Regions from separate parts of the Mus musculus genome. Here all the other regions are linked to region 1. The links are chromatin contacts, called in public Hi-C and promoter capture Hi-C maps. All regions are on one chromosome and are shown on one strand. The core of a region is the stretch at or near the end of the contact, and the rest is flanking DNA. Distances in the headings are between cores, read along the strand shown.

Region 1 (2,592 bases), core at 48-2,547:
GCCATCTCTCCAGCACTTATTATGGCATTTTCACACCAGTATATTCCAGAGCTTTCTATTCAAGCTCTCAAGGATAGCTATTAATTTGGTGCTGAAAACTATCTTGAAGGGAAGCCAAGTTTCCATTTCCATGTATTGCTTACCTTCAGGGGGAAGATCATAGATTTGTGTTTGTGTGTGTGTGTGTGTGTGTGTGTGTGTGTGTGTGTGTGTGTGTGTGTGTGTGTTCACTTGGGCATGTGTGGAAGTCAGGGGTGGAGTCCATCCTCCCTCTTCATCAGGAGGATTCTGGCGATTATGCTCCGGCTGGCAGGCCTGATGATGAGCACCTTAACCCACTGAGCCATCTCGCTTACCCAACTGCTGTTGACTGTGAGGACTCAGAAAGCAATTTGGTCAGCACTACACAGGTTGCAAGTTGATGAGCTGGAGTTCAAGTCCAGGTCTTTGACTCCAAATTGACTGTCTGTCTGGTCCAGAGCATCCGTTGCTTGCCACCACTGGCAGCCACCTGTCCTATAAAGGCCGCTCTTGCTCAGTGTTGGTCGGGCTAGAAACAGATCAAAGAATGGAATGAGAGGATGGGCTTGGGAGAACCACACGTGTTTGTTGCTAAGGGGAAAAGAAGAGGAAAAGAGCAAGAGGCCTGGCTTCTGGATATGGCCTTGAAGTAAAGGGTCCTGAGGGAGTGGGGTTCGGGGTGGGGTGGGGTGGGTACCACTGACTCCACCCCTCCTTGGAGTTCAAAGGATCTCTGCTGCCTGCTCTTCTACAGGATGAATCCAGCCACGGAAGGGGGTGAGCACCACAAAGCGTTTCACATCCTTTGGTTGTGGAGGGGTGAAAGGAGGAACACAGTTTGCATATGTTGAACATTTGAGATCAGACTTCCTGGGCTCATGAGATTTTTCCCAGCAAGTCTAAATGTTATGTCTCTTCCTTAATCACCCCATATGCTCTTCCTCTTCCACGTTAGTACCTACTTACTCAGGGTTCTTCTTCTCAGGCCACCCTACCCCTAAGTTCCTTCAGACTTCTGCTTCCACGGTGTATGCTGGTTTGGGGCAGCCTGGAATAATGACTGTTGGTTTTCTTTCCCACCCTGTGGGAGCCACTAAGAATTCAGCACCAGGCTGAGGAGGACCAAGGGCTGGGATTTTGCAACTGGTTTTTTGTGAGTCACTGTGCACTCTGAGTACCCACCCACTGGAGGCATCTTAGCTTGTGGGAACCCACGTGGAGGGACTGAGGCTTTCTCGGTAGCCTTGTCAGTGCACAGCAGAAGTGAACAGCCTTCAGTTGAGGAAATTGTGGCTGGACAGGCAGTGAGGTAGTTCTGCTGTGTCCTGCTGACAGTTAGCTGCGAGCCTATTGACATCTGAGCACCTGGAGAAGACAGGGCCCCCGTAGTCTGCTCTGTCCTGTGGTGATGTTGGGGCAAGCTGTCCTGTTCACAACCTTTCTGCTCCTCAGGGCTCATCAGGGCCAAGGTAAGGATTTTTGTGTTGGTGTGGGATGGGGCCTGGCATACACCCATGGGTGCCTGAGTGTGTGAGGGAGATCAGAAGTTAGAGCCTCTGATTATGCCATTTCGATAGTCACCTGGAACACAGAAAGCCAGAGGAGAGGTTAGAGAAGGTGGTCCAGGTCCTTAGGGCTATTGTAAAGTGGGTGGAGTTTAGTCTGTATGAAAACTGTGGAAAACTGGAGCGATGTGTGTACAAGCCTTCTCTGGAGCAATGTGTGCATTAGCTTTCCCTTTTCTCGCTCTGGGAGTGGATTCATCACCAGCCATAGCTTTTTCCTTCATTCCGACACAGTTTCACACAAACACCACCTTGTCATTGTCACCTTCCCCACAGAATTCGTGTCCATTCTGAAGAAAAGGATGGTCTGGGAGTTGTGAGGAGTCCCTGGATGCTTTGGGTCTGGGTGAGGTAAGGTAGAGAAAAGAAGGTAGGACAGGCAGGGTCTCACGAGTCAGCACAGAGACTGCTCCACTTTGGGTGGGTTGGGTTGAGCCTTGCATTTCTCAGGGACTGTTTTCTAGTTGTCACTGTGCTGGAGGGGACCCCGGGAGTCCCTCTAGCAGGCCCAACTCATTTGCATTCAGCTTCTGGTCACCTTACCTCCTCTCAAATGAGGCATGAATGGAGGAATCTCTTCCTGAGGAAGAGATTTTGGCTCAGGACTCAAAGAGACTCTGGTTCAGTAGAAGTCACCCCAGGGGCAGCCAGATGATGATGACAAACCTTTCTTACTAAAGTGTGATATCTGCATATCAGTGTACGTGTCAGTGAGTCACTTTTCTGATGACTTTGGGACAATCGTGCGTTTATGTCCACTCATTGTCTACTGTCTTTCCCATAAACATAAGCAATATTCTCACTCCAAATCTCACAGATTAGTTTTGCCTGGATGTACGTGGCATCCCATGGTATGGGTTCCTGACTTCTTTTACTTGACACTTCTATGACGTTTGTCTATGTATCTTATCTCTTTGATGGGAGTTTCCAGTCCCTGCATGCCATGCATCTGGGTGAGATAAGACAACTCCATCCCAGGCTTACACCATCCTCTGCTCACTCTCTT
Region 2 (2,592 bases), core at 62-2,561, 440 kb after region 1:
GTAGTTAGGAGCCACCGCCAATGTAGGTGCTGGGAACTGAACTGGGGTCCTCTGTGAGAGCCACAAGTCCTCTTAACACTGAGCCATCCTTCCAGCCCCAGGACCCCATCTTTTAAAAAGTAAATAAAACCAGATGTAATGTCGGGGGATTTTTATAAATGAAACATAAGGAGCCGTCATGTCAGCACTGTCTGACTTTCACCTGGAGGCCATGCAAACACAGGCTTACAAAGGAAGATGCAGGCTGACACTCACCCTGAGCCCCACCCCCAGATGATTAACCATCACAGCTCTCTCACCTCAGAATCCAGTTAACAGCAAGCAGTTTCTCATTTCCCTTCATTCTCCACACTGGCTGGAGGCAGTGGCATGACAAGGCCCACACTGCCCCCTACCGCCCGGACTCCTCCCTGACCACCTTTAGCTCCCACTTTGAAAAAAAGAAAAGCAACAGAAAACCCCCACTAAAGTCAAATGTCTTTATTTTATATATAAAAAAAATTTTTGTACAGTTTTAGTTCCTATGTTTAAGAAAAAAAAGTCCCTAAAATTGCCATAATGTTTAATCCACTGCAAATGTAAAAACAAGCTTTTTATATATTAAAAAAAATTTACATTTTACAATTTTCTACATGCATGCACAAGGTCTCAGCTCTGGAACAAACAAAAAAAAAATAGCCCCAAAAATTTGTTTTAAAAATTTTGAAAATAAAAAAGAAGAAAAGAAAGAGAGAGAAGAAAAAGGATTTTAAAAAATCTAGATCCAACAATGGAAAGTTCTACATTTACAATCTCACTTGGAAGAGATTCAAGAAGCCCTTCCTTTTGCGCACAGAAGGACAAATTACAACAATCACACAATCAGAACAGAATCCATCAGCAGATGCTGCCCCACGGGGAGAAGAGAGGAAAGAAAAAAGACCGACAGACAGACACCAGGAAGGGACAAGGCAGAGCTAGGCCCAACCAACAGGGAGAGCAGGGACCCAGACAAACAGGGACTAAGAGAATCCTGCCTCCTTGTCTTTATTAAATCAGGATTCACAACGGGAATGCTGTGGCCAGCCAGCTAGGAGCGAAAGCACAGAGCGTAATGGCAGGGATCAGAGGAAGTGGGAGATCAACAGAGAGAACAAAGACATACATTTAAGGAGAAACTGGAAAGGGACCAATGGGGAGGGTGACAGTGGCGAGGTAGGTGATGGACGGAGGCACGGTGTCCTGGTGTGGAGGCACGGCGTCCTGGTGTAGAGGGAAGAGCGGTAAGCCCGCACTGAGGTCATGAAAACAAAGGCCAAGTTGTGTAGTGGGGATGAGCCAGGATGCCACCCAGCCGGAGCACACACACAGAGTGCACTGGAGTAGCCCAGCCCAGCATCCCCTATGGTGAGAGAGCTGAGCAGGCTAGTCTCATGCCCGCAGTGCAAGCATGAGAAACCACGGAGCCACCGGTGGGACAGCGCTGGTTGAGGAAACTGCTCAGAGAGACTGGGTCAGCTGCCCACCCATAGCAGTTCACAGCATGAAGACAACTTCCCATTCTGGAGAAGCAAAAGACACACACACACACACACACACACACACACACACACACACACACACCTCGCACACACAGAGCCATACATTTGACAATTCATCCTGACATCTTAAAAAATAATAACAACCAAAGCAGACGAAGATACCACAGTTCTGACACGAAGGACCAAAACGCTACCATTCTTAAGTCACAGCCCTTAGTGCTTAGACAGGGAGTCAGGGAAACTTCTTCTCTTTGTTTTAGGATAAAAGGAATGGAAATATCACAGTGATTAAAAAACATGGCAGGTTCTTAAAATAAACACTCCTGTGCCCCTAACCTAGGGCATCAACTAAGATCCCAAATCTTTTCCTTCGGCCCACCCCACCCACCCACTCCTCAAAGCAACAGCAAAACCCGCTCTTGCCCACAAAGGCAATGACCCCAATCACCATCCGGGCCCTGCTTTCCAGGATAGTGAGGTATTTACGTGACTCAAAAGGTTCTCCTCTGAAACCTGAATTTTCTTTCTTCTTCTTCTCCTTCTTCTTCTTTCTTTCTTTCTTTTTTTTTTTTTTTAAAGAAAAGATACCTTCCCATTACCCAAGGACATCGTAATTTCACTGGAATTTATTCAGGCACCTCTATCACAGCCCTAAGCTAACCTCGAGGCCCTGCGTAAGTCAGCTCCAAAGACCATTCCCATGAGAACAAAGTAAGCCCTAATGGACAAGCCCTTTAGTAACTGGTAGGTAGGCTTCCACTTTGAATCCTGCAGCCGCACGGTGAGATCAAAGGTACCCCATCTTAGGGCGTGCTTTGCACAGCAAATACCAGCAGAATACCCAGGGACGTGAAGGGCCCGTGCAGGGGCTTTGAGGGTTATTTAAAGAAGTGACACAGGGACATTTCTCCATCGAAGCCACCAGGACAGTCATCCGCATGGATCCCAGAAAGAAAGATGTGGGTGTTCCCTATTTCTAGTCCTTGTGGTAAAAAATAATTTAAAGGTGTCTAATTTAAAGGCTCAAGTTTACTCTGAAAAATATCCATTAGAGGGTTAGGGAATCCTGCTC
Region 3 (2,592 bases), core at 35-2,534, 360 kb before region 1:
GGTAGAGTGCTAAGTACTTGGCATATATAATTTAATCTTTTAGAACAACCAGTGTTACCTTCATTTTACAGATAGAAAGCTGAAGCACAGACAAATTAAGTGATGCTCCCATGGCCACAGAGCTACTAAGTAGCACAACTAGGCACTGGCATACAGCTGAGCAACATACTGAACACAAGGGCGCGCTTACTAAGAATGGGGCCGCAGAAGGCAGGCATGCTAAGCCACTGTTCAAATCGACGTCATCCAGGAACGACAATCTTGTCTCCTGATAAGAGGATCTGCCTGGGATGCTACAAATTAAGTCAGATAACAGGGACAGTTCTTCTTAATGTGTTACCATGGACAGTGTTCTTTGAACCGAGTCAACCAGTTACAGGACCGGGTTGGCTCCCATGACCATCACCACAGAACCTGTGCGAAAATTTGGATGTAACAGGCACTGCACTGCAACGGGAGGTCTTCTCTGGAAGAGAACATCTCCCCAGGTGCTAGATGTGCCTTCCTCTTCTACAGTATTCATGGACGTCAGGTACCCCCCCACACACACACACACACACATCGTTCCTCATTGAATAAGTGAAAACTGCCACCCGAAGGGAGGGAGTTAGGTGGCCAGGGATGGAGCTGTTGGCTGCTACTTATAGAGTGCAAGAACCACACAATCCTAGCGGAGGTCGGAGAGAACTGAAGTGAGGGCATCAAAGAAAGCCATGGTAACCTCGGAGCAATACGATATAGATGCGGAGGATAGCACCCAAGAGAGTTTATCTGCCCGAGAGCTCAGTTCCCGCTTACAGCTGACTCCAGTCACCCCCTCCCCAAAGCACTATTGCAATTGTTAGGCTAAAAGCACCCCCTGCCAGTGGCTTCCGAGAGCCGGGAGGTAGGGGCTTTCCTAGAGGGGCAGTGGCGTCCATCCAGAGAGTAACTCTAGCTTCCCGGGACCTGGAGCCGCAGCCTTCTCCCCGCCGCAGCCCTGGCCCGGACGCGGAGGTGACGGGGTATGCCAAGTGGCACCACTCACCTCGCTCATCCCGGCGGCCGGACGGGCGTGGCAGGCGCAGGTGAGGCAAGGGGTCCTCGGAGATGCGTGCGTGAACCGCGGCCGAGAGTTGCTGGGCTCCGGGGCAGGGGCCCTGGAGGGCTCGGAGGGGAGAGTGCACGCTGCGAGCTGTTGCTTAATGCTGCCCCAAATGCTCCGGCTGCAGCGCTGCTCAGGGAGCCCCTTCTGACCTGGTCCTGTCAGCAGCTCCGGGCGCCTTGACCGGCTCCACCTTTTATAGTGAGCTGCGGTCCCTGCCTCCAGCCCAACCAATAGAAACTCTGCCTAGTGCAGACTGACAGCTCCTTGAACCCAGTGGTGGCAGGCTCAGAAATCTGCTGCATTTCCAAACTAGGGTAAGACGGAGAGAGCGGGAAGGAGGGGGGAGACCATGGGGGATGAGAAGACAGAAAACGAAGTAGGGAACCGGTAAAGGAAAGAGAAGTAGTAAGTAGTAACTGAAGAAACTGAACTCTGGTCCTCTTGAAGAACAGCTAAGGCTCTTGAGCCTTAGCTCAACCTCACATTGTATATATCGTTTAAGGAAAAAGAAAATAAACAGAACACAGGTAAACACACAGACCTTTTAGTTCTGTTTATCTATCTAGTTTTCATCTAAGGAAATTCTTTAATTTTCAAGCCTACAGTTCTTATTGACTTCATAAAAATCTCTTACAGCTTCAGTCAGTCAAACCCGGATACTGCAGCTTTCATAGATATATTCTTTGGTTGGTACCATCACAGACTGTTAACAACTGTAACTGTGACTTGTCACTACCATTCAGTGGTTTGGTCTCTTCTCAACAACCAACTTCAAGGAAGACCTCAATCGGTCTTTTTTTCTAACTTGACTCTTTGTGTTTATACATTTCCTCTGTTGGGTTAGAAATTAGGAAGATGGGGGAAAGATCCATCTGAGATCCTGTGATTCTGTTTCTAATAGGAATCTGGTTGCCTCAGTTACTAAAGTTCTAACTAGGCTGGCTCCTACTCACTCTGTACAGCATACTCCTCTGGAATCTTTCTAATGAACAATTAATTAGCATTGAAAAGGTTGTCCTTAGTGAAACAAACCTTAATTCTTGCTGCTATGAAATGAGCTTTGAGATGATAATGAGAATTCACCCTGTAGGTTAGGGATCAGCTAACTTTCCAGGTAACAATCAAATAATAAATGTTTTTTTCTTTGTAGGATCGCTGTACTCTTTGCTGAGCCATTTCCTACTGCACTTGAATACGGGCACAAATACTTATGTCAACAAACAGCTATGGCTCCATCTGATATAAATGTATTTGTGACCACTGAAGTTTGAATTTCATATAAATTTCATGGGCTACACTGTGTCTTCTTTTTAAATTTTAGTGGAGGAGCTGCAGAGGTGGCTCAGCAGCTAAGAGCACTTGCTGCTGTTCCAGAAGTCACTTCCAGGCACCTGTACAAACATGGGAATATGGCATATACTCATACATATAGTAAATAAATTTTAGTGTATATGATGGTCTGTATATGCTTGGCCCAGGAAGGGGTAGCCTTGTTGGAATAGGCA
Region 4 (2,592 bases), core at 52-2,551, 360 kb after region 1:
CTAATCACCTCATATAGGACTGAGAACAAAACAAAGAAACAGCCCTCACAAGTCCGGATTAGTTCTTTGAGGTTACTGACAGGTGCACGGATGAGGGGTTATCTGTAGGCGTGGGGGTGGTTCAAAGGCATTTGCATACCTGACAGCCCACTCTCAGAGCACCATCAATGACCTAATACTTTTCTACTTGGACCTTCTCAAAGTTGCCACCACATCTGCATCAACATACTGGAGACCAAGCCTCCAGCATCCGAATCTTCCGAGGTCAGAACCACAGGGATTGGGGCAAAAAAAAATAACAACTGAGCCACATTATAAACGAGTAAGATCTGACAAGCATTACAGAAGATGGCACAGACAAGGTGAACATTTTCTCAAGTGCGTAGAGAGGACACGATTTAAGTCTCTCTAAAAATTTCTAAGTTAAAATCATTCAAGGTATTTCCTTTCTTTTTCAAGGTATTCTTCTCTCATATATATTACATCCCTGACAGCAGTTTCCCTCTCTCCTCCCTCCCAGTCTTTCCCCTCCCCCCTTACTTCCCCCAACACCTCCCTCAGCCCCCTCCATCCAGTTCTCTTCCTTTTCGCTCCAGAAAAGAGCAAGTCTCTCAGGGATATCAACCAAACAAGGCATATCCAGTTGCAATAAAACTAGGTACCTCCCCTCATAAGGACTAGGCAACCCAATAGGAGGAAGAGTCCCAAAATCAGGCAAGAGTCAGAGACAGCCCCCTATCCCACTGTTGGAAGTCCTACTAGAAGACCAAGCTACATAATCATTATATATATAATATATATATATATATATATATATATATATAGCACCTAGGTTAGAACCATGCAGGGTCCCTAGTTGCCACTTCAGTCTCTGTGAGCGCCCCATGAACCCAGGCTAATTGATTCTGTAGGTTTTCTTGAGGTGTCCTTGACCCCTTTGTCTCCAACAATCCTTCCTCCACCTCTTCTGCAAGATTCCCCAAGCTCCACAGGATGTTTGACTCTGGATCTCTGCATCTGTTTCCATCAGTTGCTGGGTGAAGCCTCTCTGATGACAACTGGGCTAGGCTCCTGCCTCAAGTATAGCAGATTTGTTTTGCTATGGTTGGTTTGTTTGTTTGTTTGTTTGTTTGTTTGTTTGTTGTGTCTCTGGGCTATCCAGCCTCTGCTTCATGGCTCTCCACACAGTATCAGGAGTGGGCTCCCCGTCCTGGCATAGGTCTTAAGATGGACCAGTCACTGATTGGCCACTCCCACAATTTCTGTGTCACCTTTACCCCAGCACATCTTGCTGGCAAGACAAATCATAAGTAGAAGGTTTTTGTGGCTGGGTTGGTGTCCCAGTCCCTCCACCAGAAGTCTTGCCTGGTTACAGAAGATGGCCCGTTCAAGTTCCACGTTCCCTACTGCTAAGAGTCTTAGCTTACAAAAGATATTCTTGTAAGCCAAGTGTGAAGTTAATCACGACAACCAAAGGTTTGCTAACATAGAGGAAGAGCTCTCATCAATAGGGGAACAGAAAGTCTCAGCGACAAGCTTATGAAAGAATGGCTGTCTCAAGGGCTCCAGCACCCGACTCCGCCTGTCAGAGGATGGTCTGGCTCTTTCCACTTGTCTTCTGCCTCGGCTCAGGTAAAAAACGTCTGTGGAAACTGATTGAGTCACTGAGTGAGTTCCTTCTTTGGAATGCCTTGCTCCTCTTGGTCAGGTTGACTGCCCAGTTCTCTATTCAGAGACTTAGAAAGCTCACCGTGGTCCTAGCGAACTGCTTCCCGCAGACTGCCACGGGACTGATTCAGAGCAAACACTTCGGCTGGGGGCCAAGGGGAAGGGAAGTGTTTTCTGAGATATGGAAAATGAGTCTTTGTAAGTCAGGACTGTTCGTGACCAGCGTATTGTGGTACAAAAATAAGTTTAAGCGGGAAAAAGATCTACAATTTAACTACTGTGATACTGTGCGACTTCAGGGGGCTTCATTATCTTTCCCGAGCTTCACTCTTCGCTCAGATACTGAAAACCCACCAACGCTTTCACACTGCAATTAGGAAGGGATTGACTGAGCCTGCTTCTTCTCCCTGCTATCTGGAAAGCTCTCACTGTCTTTAAGAACTCAGAGGGTGCCTATCTGGACTGAAGCGTAGTGTTCTAAAACAGGAGATCAAGCAATGGCTACTAACACAGACCTAGCCCCGAGAGAATTCATTGAAGAAAAAAAAAAAGAACCAATAGGTAGCCTAGCATTTATTTTATTCCAGAAAATGAGCTAATTATTAAACATGCATTACATTTAGATGTCCATAACGTGTTTGTGAATTTATTCTATTAATAGCTACAAGTAACTTAGACTATGGCAATTTAAATAACTTTTGAAAATTCTATTAGTCATCAGGTAGCTGAAAAAAACCAATAAAAATAAAAACAAATCACTTGACTAAAACTTTCAGTAACAAACACCTGTGTGCATGCACACACACAAACCAAGACATACTGCAGATATAGAGCTATCTAGACAAATTGACAACAGAAAGAAAAAGAAAGCAAGGTTCATTAAGTCATTTGATAAACCATTCACTAAATGACCACTGAATGCAC
Region 5 (2,592 bases), core at 35-2,534, 350 kb before region 1:
TTCTAAACAGGTCCACTACCTCTGTGTCCTTTCTTTCCCACTCCCTCTGGTGGGTGGTGGGCTGCAAGGGAGGTTAAAGTGTTTAAGAACCATCATTAGAAATAAGGTTATATATTAAAATTTAAAGTTATGTATCAGGACTCTTCATGTGATATTTTTATTAAGAATTTGTAGTTTTGGTCAATTGGGTCTAAATAATAAGCTATGATTAACAAGAAACCACCACCCCTGATCTGGCACCAGGTATCAGGGTTGGAGCCTGGAGGGTTTGTGTTGTTTTTACATTCCTTTTTGAGCGAGAATAAGCCACTCTGTGCCAATAAGCCACAGAGTGTGTATAAAGGTCAGAGAACAACTTACAGGGGCCAATTCTCTCTGTCCATCATGTGGATTCTAGGGATCAAAGAGGTCATCAGGCTTGGCAGCAAGTGCCTTTGCCTACCGAGTCTTTACACCAGCTCCACCGTGGTTTTTGAGACAGTCTCTCACTGGACTGGATTTCAGCAAGAAAGCTAGGCTTGCCTTCTTGTCTCTGCCTCCTTGGCATTGGAATTATGAGTTGTTCCACCGTGCCATTTTTAAAAATGTAGGTTCTAGGAATTAAACTCGGCTCTCGGTGCTTATATAGTGAGCACTTTACAGAGGGAGTCACCTTGCCAGCACCTAGAATTCACTTTTATTCATATCCCAGTCTCCCCACGTAAGAAAGTGGGATCCCTTCTAGCATTACACCTAAGTTCTTAGTTGGATACTGAAGTCTTTTTTTAACAGATCTCTGGGGCTCAGAAGGCAAGAGCTCCTTGCAGAGGATTTAACCTCAATTCCTAGTACTCAACTTGCCAGCTCACAACTGCCTATAACTCTAGTCCCAGAAGATCAGACACTGTCCTCTGATCTCTGTGGGTACTAGGTATATACATTATTTTTTTTAAAAAAATCAATAAAAAATAAAAAAAAAGAAAAGAAAAAGAAAGAAAATCCTTTGGGAGCCTGGTATAATTGTTATAGCTATTTTTTTTTTTTTTACCATTTGCAAACTGCACGTGAAAAAGCTTGCCATCTCTCCCATTGTTTCCTGGCTTATTCAGGATCCATGCAAAAAGGGGAGTGTAGATTTAGCCTAAAGCTCACCCACAGGGAAATCCTCCAGGAGTCTAGTAAGCAGCAGCTTTTAATGAGTCATGAGGTCCTGGCCCCTCCCCATCTGCCACCAACCAACACTTCTCGGGCATGCTAGGAACCCCCACCCCACCCCACACCCACACCCAGGTCTTTGCCCTGGGTCCAGAGTCTGGGTCCTACCTACATATGGCACCGAGGATACCTAGAGGCCCCATGCAAGAGAAGGCCCTTGTTTTCCAGGCACTGAGGACCGCAGTCCCTAATTCCTGGCAGTTCCTGAGATCTCAAGGAAAGCAGGGTCAGCGAGGAGGCCTGGGGAGAGGCATCCTACACCCGATCTTGTGGCCTGCTGCCTAAGGGAAACAGGTAGGTAATTTGTTGGAGGCCAGAGACAAAAAGCAACATTTTTGCTTTTAGTGTCCGCAGTGCTGGGGAGCCCGGTGTCAGGCTGGGCAGTCTTGGGAAGAGATTCTGTAGAGGAGAGAGAAGAGAGTCCTATGGCTCAGTGCTGATTCTCAACTCCTCCCACATTCAGGAGACCATGACAGCTATGCTAACACTAGAAACCATGGCCAGTGAAGAAGAATATGGGCCGAGGAACTGTGTGGTGTGTGGAGACCGGGCCACAGGCTATCATTTCCACGCCCTGACTTGTGAGGGCTGCAAGGGCTTCTTCAGGTGAATGCTTCCTCCCCAACAGAAACAACCCCGACATTTCTATCAGTCCACCTTTAAACACTGGTACACCTCCAAGTTATAATCCTCTTGCAGCTAAGCTGAACTGCCCAGTGTCTAGCACTCTCAATCTTGCTGACCACAACGCAGTGTGAAACTGGTGACCTAATGACAAGGCAGGTTAACCATTTGTCCCAGAGACAGAGCCTAAGAGTCAAGAACACTTGTGTAGCACACACTACCTGCAAAGTACCGAGATCATTGCCACACGAGGGTTCCTGAGTAACCTTGTGTTCTCATGAAAACGCTCCAACTACCTCTGAAGACCTTTGCGCACAGCTCAGATGAGTCTGTTGTTAAATCGATCCGTCTTTTAGGCCGTGTCCTTTTGGGGTGCTCTTAGACCCACCTGCATGTTCTCTGCCATCTAAAACCATGCAGTGCCTGTCTCTATCTCACAGACGAACAGTCAGCAAAACCATTGGTCCCATCTGTCCGTTTGCTGGAAGGTGTGAGGTCAGCAAGGCCCAGAGACGCCACTGTCCAGCCTGCAGGTTGCAGAAGTGTCTAAATGTTGGCATGAGGAAAGACAGTGAGTTGGTCCCTACCGTTCCAGGAGTCCATTGGTGCTTCTCTGCTTTTGTTCAGGTTCCCACAGCAGGCAAAGTGAGCTGTTGGAAACCAATCAGATTCTGCCTGTTTTCAAAACTTCTAATCTCTTGTTTTAAAAAGCACTTATTTTTAATGTGTGTGTTCACCTGCATATATGTCTAAGTACCATGTGTGTGCCTGGTG

Evidence for each region. A called contact is a pair of places that touch in the nucleus more often than the background predicts. Capture Hi-C pulls out chosen DNA fragments and counts their contacts.
Region 2: a contact with region 1 is called in a Hi-C map of cerebral cortex, with 1.8 times the contacts expected there. The contact joins the enhancer-like site here to the promoter of Cd244a in region 1. A contact is called at or near these places in 1 of 39 promoter capture datasets (hippocampal neurons), 5 of 484 Hi-C or Micro-C datasets (the G1E-ER4 cell line, cerebral cortex and uterus), 3 of 115 datasets of contacts at active chromatin or transcription factors (astrocytes, embryonic stem cells and memory CD8 T cells) and 3 of 9 other capture datasets (adipose tissue, liver and macrophages).
Region 3: a contact with region 1 is called in a promoter capture Hi-C map of adipose tissue. The contact joins the promoter of Pcp4l1 here to the promoter of Cd244a in region 1. A contact is called at or near these places in 1 of 39 promoter capture datasets (neutrophils), 1 of 115 datasets of contacts at active chromatin or transcription factors (microglia) and 2 of 9 other capture datasets (adipose tissue and pancreatic islet).
Region 4: a promoter capture Hi-C map of adipose tissue shows a contact between it and region 1. The contact joins the promoter of Slamf6 here to the promoter of Cd244a in region 1. A contact is called at or near these places in 10 of 39 promoter capture datasets (the C10 cell line, the HPC-7 cell line, cranial neural crest and 6 more), 3 of 115 datasets of contacts at active chromatin or transcription factors (effector CD8 T cells, memory CD8 T cells and pancreatic cancer cells) and 2 of 9 other capture datasets (adipose tissue and liver).
Region 5: a contact with region 1 is called in a promoter capture Hi-C map of liver. The contact joins the promoter of Nr1i3 here to the promoter of Cd244a in region 1. A contact is called at or near these places in 7 of 39 promoter capture datasets (the 3T3-L1 cell line, embryonic stem cells, hippocampal neurons and 3 more), 1 of 115 datasets of contacts at active chromatin or transcription factors (memory CD8 T cells) and 2 of 9 other capture datasets (liver and pancreatic islet).

The regions. Positions count from the first base shown.
Region 1 is chr1:171,557,896-171,560,487 of GRCm38.p6, forward strand. It overlaps Cd244a (CD244 molecule A), which reads left to right and starts at 1,298. Exons shown (of 9, transcript NM_018729.2): 1 at 1,298-1,490. The coding sequence starts at 1,430. Gm35200 (a long non-coding RNA gene) reads right to left here. Exons shown (of 5, transcript XR_373705.3): 3 at 1-550.
Region 2 is chr1:172,000,495-172,003,086 of GRCm38.p6, forward strand. Vangl2 (VANGL planar cell polarity 2) reads right to left here. Exons shown (of 8, transcript NM_033509.4): 8 at 466-2,592. Among named protein-coding and RNA genes, the nearest start is that of Vangl2, 26 kb to the right of the region's middle. Within about 2 kb of position 1,312, at least 41 of the 459 cell types and tissues checked have an H3K27ac peak or open chromatin away from gene starts, as enhancers often do. A contact at or near this core is called in cerebral cortex, where this site is marked.
Region 3 is chr1:171,194,984-171,197,575 of GRCm38.p6, forward strand. Pcp4l1 (Purkinje cell protein 4-like 1) reads right to left here and starts at 1,285. Exons shown (of 3, transcript NM_025557.1): 1 at 1,028-1,285. The coding sequence starts at 1,036.
Region 4 is chr1:171,916,161-171,918,752 of GRCm38.p6, forward strand. It overlaps Slamf6 (SLAM family member 6), which reads left to right and starts at 1,302. Exons shown (of 9, transcript NM_001347186.1): 1 at 1,302-1,632. The coding sequence starts at 1,548. All of the region lies in intron 1 of Gm37065 (predicted gene, 37065), which reads right to left.
Region 5 is chr1:171,212,686-171,215,277 of GRCm38.p6, forward strand. It overlaps Nr1i3 (nuclear receptor subfamily 1, group I, member 3), which reads left to right and starts at 1,285. Exons shown (of 9, transcript NM_009803.5): 1 at 1,285-1,488; 2 at 1,658-1,800; 3 at 2,259-2,389. The coding sequence starts at 1,664.